Linked DNA regions of Mus musculus: all the other regions are linked to region 3. The links are chromatin contacts, called in public promoter capture Hi-C maps. All regions are on one chromosome and are shown on one strand. The core of a region is the stretch at or near the end of the contact, and the rest is flanking DNA. Distances in the headings are between cores, read along the strand shown.

What was found. Promoter capture Hi-C pulls out the DNA fragments that hold promoters and counts their contacts.
Region 1: a contact with region 3 is called in a promoter capture Hi-C map of liver, with 3 times the contacts expected there. The contact joins the promoter of Plxna3 here to the promoter of F8a in region 3. A contact is called at or near these places in 2 of 39 promoter capture datasets (liver and pre-B cells).
Region 2: a promoter capture Hi-C map of erythroid cells shows a contact between it and region 3, with 26 times the contacts expected there. The contact joins the promoter of Flna here to the promoter of F8a in region 3. A contact is called at or near these places in 3 of 39 promoter capture datasets (erythroid cells, liver and pre-B cells).

Annotation. Positions count from the first base shown.
Region 1 is chrX:74,327,717-74,331,028 of GRCm38.p6, forward strand. Plxna3 (plexin A3) reads left to right here and starts at 1,350. Exons shown (of 33, transcript NM_008883.2): 1 at 1,350-1,499; 2 at 3,253-3,312. The coding sequence starts at 3,280. Gm39520 (a long non-coding RNA gene) reads right to left here and starts at 574. Exons shown (of 4, transcript XR_878127.3): 1 at 454-574; 2 at 14-79.
Region 2 is chrX:74,244,941-74,248,639 of GRCm38.p6, forward strand. Flna (filamin, alpha) reads right to left here and starts at 1,594. Exons shown (of 46, transcript NM_010227.3): 1 at 1,124-1,594. The coding sequence starts at 1,496.
Region 3 is chrX:73,226,886-73,230,222 of GRCm38.p6, forward strand. F8a (factor 8-associated gene A) reads left to right here and starts at 1,421. Exons shown (of 1, transcript NM_007978.3): 1 at 1,421-3,337. The coding sequence starts at 1,431. The coding sequence ends at 2,576.

The DNA.
Region 1 (3,312 bases), core at 100-2,599, 1.1 Mb after region 3:
AAATGTGGCTTACCCATGCAACAGGATATTATTTGGCCCCAAAAGGAAGTCTTGATCCATGGTACAACTCTGACAAAACCTGAAAATATTAAAAGAATGAGTCGACATAAAAATATATTTATATTGTATAGTTCCATTTATTTGAGATATCCTTAAGAGGCAACCCCACAGTCAGTAAGGACAGAGCGTTTCCCAGAGCTTGGGTATATATATATATGAGGGGAATTGAGACTGATAGCTAACTCCTACAGAGTTTCTTTTAGAAGTGATGAAAATGTTCAAGAATTAGATGGCAGAAATGGTTGCACATCTTTAGGATTATATTAAAACGCCACTGAATTGTCTGTATACATTAAATACAGGACTTATATGAAAACTGAATTATATCTCAATAAAGCGGTTTACAACGGAAAAAAAAAGAGGCTAGAAAGATGGCTCAATGGTTAAGAGCACCTGCTACTGTACTGCAGCTCTATGGTGTCTAATGCTCTCAGATGGTCTTCTTGGGTGCGTGCGCATGCACACACAAAGAATAACTGTAGCAGTGGAAAATACTTGTATTCCAGAACATGGGAAGGTGAAGCTGGAGGATCACTGTAAGTTCAAGGCCAGCCTGGGGTACAGTAGGAGGCACTATCTCAACACAACATGGAAAAAATGCAGCTGTGATGGCATAGACCCATAATGATCCCAGTATTGGGAGGATGAAGCAGAAGGGTAGTCAGTTCGAGACCACTCTGTACTAAAGGGAAAATAAATTCAAGAAAAAAAAGAGAAAGCAATGGAATTAAATCCCAGATTCAGCAGATTCAGAGTCATGGTGACTTGCTGAGGAAAGAACTAGGTGAAAATGGCTATAAGTTGCAGTACTCCAAGCTTCGTGGCGGGTATTAGCCCACCAGTTTATGGATCATTGGAGAAAGAGCCCTGAGTTAGGGGGCAATCTTTGTTTGTGCGGTTTTGTTGGACCGGCCAAAGCAATATCTTGCAACAGTAGCAGGTGGCCACGGGCTCCTGGAGGCGCGCACTCCAGGCCCAAGGGGGTGTGGCGCGGCCGCGCACAGATTCCAGGGTTGCTGAAGGCAGCAGGCGGGGAGCTGGGGGTGTGGAGAGGCCCGCGCCTAGGACTCAGCCATTGAGCAAAGGGGGCTGTTCTCAGGAAGGGATCCCCAGAGACCCATGAGAGGCTTGCTTCTTGCACTAGAGTCCTGGGCCCCAGGGCCTAGCGGCCTCCCCCAACCGCCATGCGCTCTGCTTCTTAGGGCCCCGGCCCGCCCTCTCTGGGAGCCCCCTCCCGGTGTGGTGGTACGGTCCGGGTTTAAAAGGCCCAGGCGGCCGCAGGCCAGCCCAGTGTGTGGGCGGCGGCGGTTGCAGATTTTGCAGCGTGCGAGGCGAGGCTGCGGGGCCAAGCGAGGGGGGCGGCTGTTGGGCACGGGGCGGGGGGGCACGTCCACGTGGCCACGGGTGGCCACCCCGAGTCAGTCGCGGTGGAGGGACAGGTAGGTGGTCGCCATCCTTAAAGCCTGTGCGCCAATAGTCTGCTGGATGGCAGAGGTTTCAGACAGCCTGGGGGTCCAGATGGTTTCTGGGGTCAGGCCCTGTCCCTCCCTACCTCTCCAGACCAGGCTTGCCAAGCACTCCGTACCCTGAGCGGGAAGAGACAGCCAACTCGATCATAGTCCTATTGGTTGATAGAACCCTTTTGTAGAGGAGGAGCAGCATCTCTGAGCATTGCTGTAGCCTCTGTATTGACTAAGGTATCTGCGGGTCTGCTCAGGGTGCCCCCATTGGGGGCAGGACTGGTTGGGTTCATGGCATAGAGGGGAGCATTGTGGAAGAGCGGGCTGTGGACCTGCATATTTATATGGAGCTTTCCTCATCATCGCGCTCTTTGCTGGCAGGACTGTAGCAGAGGGGCTGGGTGCGACTGTGATGCTTGAGGTTGCCACTTAGAGGTGGGGGCTGGGGTGGGGTCTTGGGCTGCCAATTACCACTTTCCAGGTCTCCTTTCCAACCTGTCCCGGCCAGTTCCTAAAATTTGGCTTTTCTGTAGAGTGTAGAAGAGGTGAAGGTAGGGTGCAGTCGCTTTTCTCTTTTGCTTTCCTTTCTTCTCTGGTTGTTGCATGAGGGGTCTGGGATGCAGACCCGACAAAAGAGCCCCAGAGCGCTGATCACTCTGAGCTGAAACTTGGCACTTTCAAGCTGGAATTGCTCCATGTTCTAGCAAATGCTGGCTTTTCTTTCTCTTTGCTGTGGCCCCCACCCCCCACCCCATTCTGAGTCCCTCCTGTGTCTCTTGGGAATTGGGCACTGAGAGGGTAGCACTGAGCTCTGCCCCATTAGTTACAGAGACACTGCTCTGCTGTCTTTGCAGCCTGGGGCTGGCTGGGTGTGGCCCGGGGGGTGAATGCCAGCATTGGCCCTATTTGTTTAGGGGAAGGGGTAGTACTCCATAGCCTTAAGGCTTCAACTGTATTTGAGGATGCTGGTTTCTACATATAATACTTCTGGGACTCTCAAAAGTGGGTTATACCCTTCTGCCAATATCCCTCTCTGACTAACCTTTGGCTCTTCAGGGAGAGCCACACAGGCCTGGCAGAGCATTTGTCTGCCTGTGTCTGAGCAAAGCTTGACTGATGTCTGTCTCAGCGAGAGTCTTGGCTTTGTGTTGCAGTGGAAAGGCCAGACAGCAGACTCCTGGATAAGCAGCCAAGGCCCTCAAAGGGAGAAAGCACCTGAGGCCATGAGTTGGAGATGTAGTGGCACTGAAACCAGTCTCAGGCCTTAATTCTCCAGAGCTTTGCTCTAGGACTCCTGCTAGCAGTGCCACTAACAGAGAAGCACCCCTGACCCCAACTTGTGTTTGTTCTCTCCCTGCATTTCCTAGTGTGTAATGTTAGGGTCCCAGTTCTGGGAGAACCTTCCATTCCATCTTTTCTAGCAGCTGACTCTGATGCCCCCTTGGGTGTGGCCCAGTTGAGACAAGGCCTCTTGGCTTCTTTCCAGTACAGGAGTGGGAGATGATTGATGGCCTGCAAGCTTGCCTGTGCTTGTCACTCATTCATTTGCCCTATTAGAGGCCCCTCCCCTCTTTCAGCCTCAGTCACCATCTGGGGCTTTATCATGTTGGATGAGTTGCCTGCCCCTCGATAGCACTGAACCTGGCCTGCCAGGTTCACTGGGTCAGACAGGGCAGAAGGAGGGAGAGTAGCTTGGGCCTGGGGCTGATTTGCACTTGCTGTCTCTCCTCAGGCCTGTCCCTCGTTACAGCTGCTGGTCATGCCCACTGTCTGCCTTCTCCCATTGCTATTC
Region 2 (3,699 bases), core at 344-2,843, 1.0 Mb after region 3:
TTCCAAGACTTAGAAATGACTCAGCTGGCTAGACTGAGGCTGGGACTAGGGGTGAGTTTTCATACATCCACTGGCACACCTCTATGAGCATTTAAAAAAAAAAAAAAACTCAGCACTTAAAATCTGCTCTCTGAAGGGCCTTGGTCCCTCGCTGTTTTAACTAGCATGTACCATTCCAAAGTTGTAAGGATAATAGAAAACCCTTTGTATTATGGAGTAAAGGTCCACTCTTCTACTCTCCCTGTTCCACATTCCCAAGATAACAATTCTGGTGCCTGTCCATGAGCAGCCCCTACTTTGAGAAAAGCATGGGATCCTGCAAGAGACAATACCAATGCCAACCTCTCCAGTTCAAAGACTTGGGAACTGGACTAGCAGTAAACCCTGTGCACATTGGAGCACCTTTCAACCAATCTCTGCATTCTAGATGTACAAAACCAAGGTTTACAATGAAACAAGAATTTGATCCATGATAGACAGCAAAGCTAACAACCAAGTGCTCGTGCCTTTAGTCAACCACACTCATTACACCTGGAGTACAGTTTTGCCAGCAGTATATCTCTTTGCCCCCCTCCAAGTTCAGCAAAAAAAGAAAGAAAGAAAGAAAGAAACTGGGGATTTGAACTATCTCCAATGGGGAAGCATGTTCCAGGGCAAGAAGTTGAGGGAGTCCTACATAAATAGGAGAACAAGCTACAACCTTCACTTTAGAACTGCAGAGGCAGCCAAATGCTAGAAGGGTACTTTTAAAATTGTTGTAGGTGGAAAGCATGGGTATCCCAGGGATGGGGTGCGGCTCTCAGAGGCAGAAGCCTAGTCTGTGCCTGTCCCACCTCGGGTGCAGCGTTGGGGGCGCGGCCTACAGAGGATGTGAGCTCAGCCTGGGAGCAGGCCAGCAAGGCGCTGCGGGCGGGGGCGCGTAGCGGTTCGCATGCTCGCCAGGCCAGCCTTTTGTTCTCGAGGACCTCAAAGAACAAGGCGGCTAAGGGGCCTAGTGGTAGCCTTGGTTGTGTGCAGCAGCTAGGGAAGACAACTAGGAGAGACTCTAGAGGAGAAGAAAGGAAGAATTTGTTGCGACCACGCCCGCACCCACTCAGCGCCCCAGTGTAGCCCGTGCCCTCACCTATGGACACGAGCTTGATGCTCTCACGGTCCAGGAATTCAAGCGCCACCGACACATTTTCGAGCTGCATCTGGCGGAAAGTGGGTCTTTGGTTGTGCTTGCGGTGCATTTTCTTCTGGCTGAGTACCTCGAGCAGCGCGATGAGCCGCAACCCATCGCTCAGGTCCGTCTGCAGATTGGCGATGCGCTTGCTTACGCACTTAAGGTGCTCATTGCACCAGCGGGTGAATGTGTTCTGCTGAATTTTCTTCCACGGTGCATCTTCTGCTAGGTCTTTTTCGGTAGCCGGCATCTCCGCGTCCCGTGAATCGATACTGCCTCCCGGAGACGCAACCGCCGCACTCTGGCCACAGCGGGAGTGAGAGCTACTCATTTTGAGGCGCGAGGAACGGAGGGGCGGTGCTGCAGCTTCGCCGATGGGACGGCCCTTTAATTAAAGCAGTAGGCACCTCCGAGCATGAACGACGAGGCACAGAACAGAGGTTGCACTGCGGAAAGAGCGAGCCCTTTAAATGTATGCGAAAGGCGGAGCCAGAGGCAAAGTTTCCTTGGGGGCGGAGCCTCTGGGTGGGGCTTCTGGGCCGCGCCCGCCCCACCTCGCCCCTCCCGTTGGAATGCCCCACAACGCCCCCCGCCCCCATCCCCCGAAGCTGCCTCTGCACTCCGCCAAAAGCAACTCAGCCCCGCTGCTTCAGAAAGGGTCTTTGAGCCCCAAAGAGCACAAAAAGGTCTGGCAACATCCGCTACAGTACTACAGGAAACGGACCCCAGATCTAGGAACGCTTGAGCAATTCTGTCACAGAATTGCTCAGCTCCAGCAGGCACACCCTTACAAGGGACTTTCTTTCCCCAAGGTCCCTGCAGAAGGCGGAGCGAATAATGTCCCGGTATCACTTGGGCTCCGCCCTGACCCTGTACCCTCTTCTACATTCTCTATTCTTCCCGAGCTTAGGGTTCTCAGCCACAGTGTGATCCACAGCAGAGTAAAGCAATCCTGTGAGCGAACCCTTCCAGAGCGCCTAACGCTGCTGAGAGCTCTTTGTATGCTGTCAGACAGGGCTCTCATCACCTAACATAGACACCCACAGAGCCCTGGCACTCCCTACCCATCTCCTTTGGTCTTCCCAGTCTCCATGACCCTGGCCTGCACACCTGCACAGGCCCATTCCCACCGTCGTCTTCTCTACTGCCTAGTTCCATCCGCGAGGAAATGGGGCCAGCACTGGGCCAAGTGGCCACCAGCACTACAGGATCAAGCAGCTTTCCAAAGGTCCAGGGTATGCCAATGCACACAATCAGAGGGCGCCTGCCTGCCTGCCTGCCTGCCTGCCCTGTGATGCATGTAGATCTGTACACCTTGTACCTGCCATACTCACTGTTCTACCTTGGGCCCTGAGGAATTCTGGGGGGAGAGGTCTTCTCTGGCTGAACAGTCCCAAGCCTTGCTGTGACCCTAGAGATGTGGAGGGGCTCAGGGAGAGGGTCCCAGATTACTGAAGAAAGGAGAGTCACCAGACATCAAGGCTTGCTAAGGAGCCTGAGTGTGTTCCCTAAGTAGTGTGAAGCTACTCACTAAAAGTTAATTTAATGATAGATATTCTCTGGAGATAGTGATGAGGATGCTGTGCTGGGACAGAAAGGAGCGAAGATACAGAAAAAGAAAACTGTAGGGGATACTCCCAACCATCCTCTTTAGTTAAGGGGATTCATCTTACCTATGTCTTTCCCGTGGTAGACTTTTCCATCTACTTACTCTGTACTTCAAGCCTCTCCAGAATGTTAAATTGTTTTTCCAGAAAGACAGGCTTCTGTCCCTACTTCTCAATTCTAAGACCAGTGGCCGCCGGGGCTGGAGAGATGGCTCTGTGGTTAAGAGCAGTGGCTGCTCTTTCAGAGGACCCAGATTCAATTCCCAGCACCCATATGAAAGCTTACAACTGTCTGTAACTCTAGCTCCAGGGAATATGACACCTTCACACAGACATGAATGCAGGCAAAATTATGCACATAAAATTAATTAGATAGATAGATAGATAGATAGATAGATAGATAGATAAAGACCAGTGGCTGAAAGAGGCCTTGGGTTGACCAACATGTCATGCCCAAATATGGTTGACTCTCCCACAGCCTGGAGTGTCTTCATTGCCTGTGGTAGGGCTATGATAGGGCTTTGATCACAATGGGCAGAACCTTTCAGCATAGTCATCTTGAGATTGTCTATGATATCGCCAGTCAAATAACATTTTCAGTACAGAATCCCTCCCCCCCATTCTACCTCCAGTCACCTGCATAAATATCTGCACCAAGTGAGCCAAAGGTTGAGTTGGGGGACATGATGGCAGAACTGTGCAGGGATAACCCAAATGGAAACTTCCAGCCATGTTATTCAAGACACAATTAGGGTAATATTTTTGGTCCCCCTGATCTACTGGAGAGCAAAGCCCCATGTACGGAATTGCATTAATACATGATTTTTCATTCAATGCCATTTGGCTGGATCACATGAGTTCATTAATGTACAGAGAACAAGGAAAACTGAATCATAGTAATAGAGCACAAAGAACTTGAGTTTCCTA
Region 3 (3,337 bases), core at 171-2,670:
TTCTCTTAACTAATTAAGCTATCTTAAGTCTTTTTGGCTAAAGGTTGTAAGTGCCTGGTTTGATAATACTTTGCTGCCTGCCTCTTCTATTTATGTGCTGTATTATGTTGTTTATTGTTTTACATTTGCTTGCAATATACATAAATGCACTCATTTGAAACCTAAAGTACATATGTGATATATCACTGTTCTATGGGATAGGTTGTCATTTAAGAGAGAAATTGGTATACTGGCTTTTTTCAGAGGGAGGGAGGGCAGGAGGGCAGGAGGGATGGAGGGAGAGAGAGACAGAGAGAGATTGATCAAGACATTGATGGTTTTTAAAAATTATTTCTTTATGTGTCTGTGTGTTTTACTGGGAAATGAACTCAGGTCCTCTGCAAGAGCAACAAATGCTCTTAAGCAGTAAGCTTTCTCTCAGGCCTCCATTGATGCTTTTAAATGATAGGTCTGCTATGCACAATTCTATTTTTTGGTTCACGATAAGAGTAGAAAATTAACACATCCTTTATTTGCTGAGTTCATTTGACTTTTGGATCAATGGATTGCTTTTTTAGAATTTGGAGGATAGGATCCAAGTGTATCACACCATGAAAAACTAAGGAGAAGACAAGAGAATTTGCGAAATGAAAATTAGCTTCTGTTGTACATCTTGACAAATTATTTTCAGGCACGTAATTCTCTACTAGGTGCAAGTATATAATCCTTTATATATAAATTTAATAATGTACACTCCCCCCTTTTGTTCAAGTTCTGGTAGGTAATCATTTGGACTAATTGAGATAGTTCAAAATAAAGTAAAAGGAATCCCTTCTTTGTTTTTAAATACTTGGTATAAATTGAAACACATGCATGTACAATAGCTAATTTAAAGTGCCTTTGGTAGTGCATGTCCTGCTAAAAATCCTTCATGAAAACTCTTTCAAAATCAATGTGTATATGATTGCAGGTGATATGTATATCAATGTGTATATGATTGTAAATAAGCTGTAAACTAGCAAAGGCTCCCACCATGGCAGGACCTGTACTAGCTTGCTCAGTCAGGTCTCATGTTTGTTGAGGAAGTGAGGGGTACGATGCTAATCCTGGCAGCAGAGAAATCCTTTGCATATTTGACTGGCACTGGACCCGCCCCCTCCATTTGCGTCACTCAAGCCCCACCCCCGCAGAATTTAATTCCATACGGGGACTGTTTGGGTAGGCACCCAGCCCTTCTTCCTTGATTGGCTTTTATAGTCCTCCATATCCCTCCTTCAACAGCACTTTGCACATCACTGTGGCTACAGCAGAGCGCTGGGGCGCCTGAGGCGGAAGCGGAGGTGATGAATTGTGATCCCATTGTGGGCTAGGCGCAGCGTAGCGTTAGTCATAGCTGTTCCCCCTCAGCCCTCCCTCAACCGGAAGTAAGGCGGCGCGGCTAGCCGGTCAACATGGCTGCGGGCTCTGCGTCCTCCTTGGGCGGCGGTGCCTGGCCAGGCTCAGAGGCTGGGGACTTCTTGGCACGCTATCGGCAGGTGTCCAACAAGCTCAAGAAGCGCTTCTTGAGGAAGCCGAACGTGGCCGAGGCCGGGGAGCAGTTCGCCCAGCTAGCCCGGGAGCTGCGCGCCCAGGAGTGCCTGCCTTATGCTGCCTGGTGCCAGCTGGCTGTGGCGCGCTGCCAGCAGGCGCTCTTCCATGGGCCCGGGGAAGCGCTGGCCCTCACAGAGGCGGCCCGACTTTTCCTGCGGCAGGAGTGCGACGCGCGCCAACGCTTGGGCTGTCCCGCCGCCTACGGGGAGCCTCTGCAGGCGGCCGCCAGCGCCCTCGGCGCCGCTGTGCGCTTGCACCTCGAGCTCGGCCAGCCTGCCGCCGCTGCTGCACTGTGCCTGGAACTAGCTGCTGCCCTTCGCGCAGTGGGCCAGCCGGCCGCTGCTGCCGGTCACTTTCAGCGGGCTGCCCAGCTGCACCTGCCCCTGATGCCACTGGCCGCACTGCAAGCGCTTGGTGATGCTGCCTCCTGCCAGCTGTTGGCGCGCGACTACACAGGCGCCCTGGCGCTATTTACACGCATGCAACGCCTGGCACGGGAGCATGGGGGCCACCCGGTACAGCAACTCGAGCTGCTGCCGCAGCCGCCTTCTGGGCCCCAGCCACCCCTGTCGGGACCCCAGCCGAGACCTGTCTTGGGCTCGACCTTGCCCCTCCCGCAGCCCCCGGACCACGCCCCAGGCTCTGTTGCGCCTTCACCTGGCACACTCGGTGCCTTTGCTGACGTCCTAGTCAGGTGTGAGGTGTCCCGTGTACTGCTGCTGCTGCTCCTGCAACCACCACCTGCCAAGCTGCTGCCCGAGCATGCCCAGACCCTGGAGAAGTACTCCTGGGAGGCTTTCGATGGCCATGGCCAGGATACCAGCGGCCAGCTTCCTGAGGAGCTGTTTCTGTTATTGCAGTCTCTGGTCATGGCTGCCCAAGAAAAGGACACTGAAGGCATCAAGAAGCTGCAGGTGGAGATGTGGCCACTGCTAACCGCTGAGCAGAACCACCTCCTCCACCTCGTTCTGCAGGAAACCATCTCTCCCTCTGGACAGGGTGTCTGATAAGTCACCTTCTTACCAACTTGTTTTATCTTTGGGGACAGGTGATGAAACATGTGATCTAGCTTCTGTTTTTTTTGTCTGTTTTTGTCTTGTTTTTCTTTTCATTTCTATTGCTGCCATGTTAATTTGGCTTTGTGTGCCTAGCAAGTTACTTAAATTAGTGCCCTCCAATTCCATCCATTATTGCCTCGAATGAGAAAACTTCATCCTTAAGGCTGGAGGAGATTCTACGGAGTAATCTTTCTTTATGCATCTGTCAGTTGCTAGATAATGTTGATTCATTTTCCTGGCTGTTCTAGGTATAGTGCCAATAAACTCAGGAGGACAGATGTTCCTTTGGCGTATTGATTTCCTTTTCTTTTGTTCCTGGTGGGGTGTGGCATCACCAAGAAGTATTTAGAAAAGATTAGAAATATTTGTGTCTTGAAAATTGTGAGGATTTGACAATTTGGGCATAATCTCTCTTTTAATACATTATTGCTTCGTTTCTATATAAACTAGCACAGCAGTCTGGGGAGTGGGAAAAGCACCAGATGACATAAAATGTAACTGTTGTTACATACAAATACTCTGTGTATCTGAACATGAGGACTATGTTAATAAGCAGAACTGACATGTTCTGTCATACATTCCAGATTTATTTTATCTTCTGTACACTCTGCTAGCCCAGGTTCTTCCTGATGGAATGACCAAAACCTTTCTCCTGAGTAGCATCTGTGATCTTTTGGTGATCCTGCCTTTATTGGGTTGCAGCAAATTTC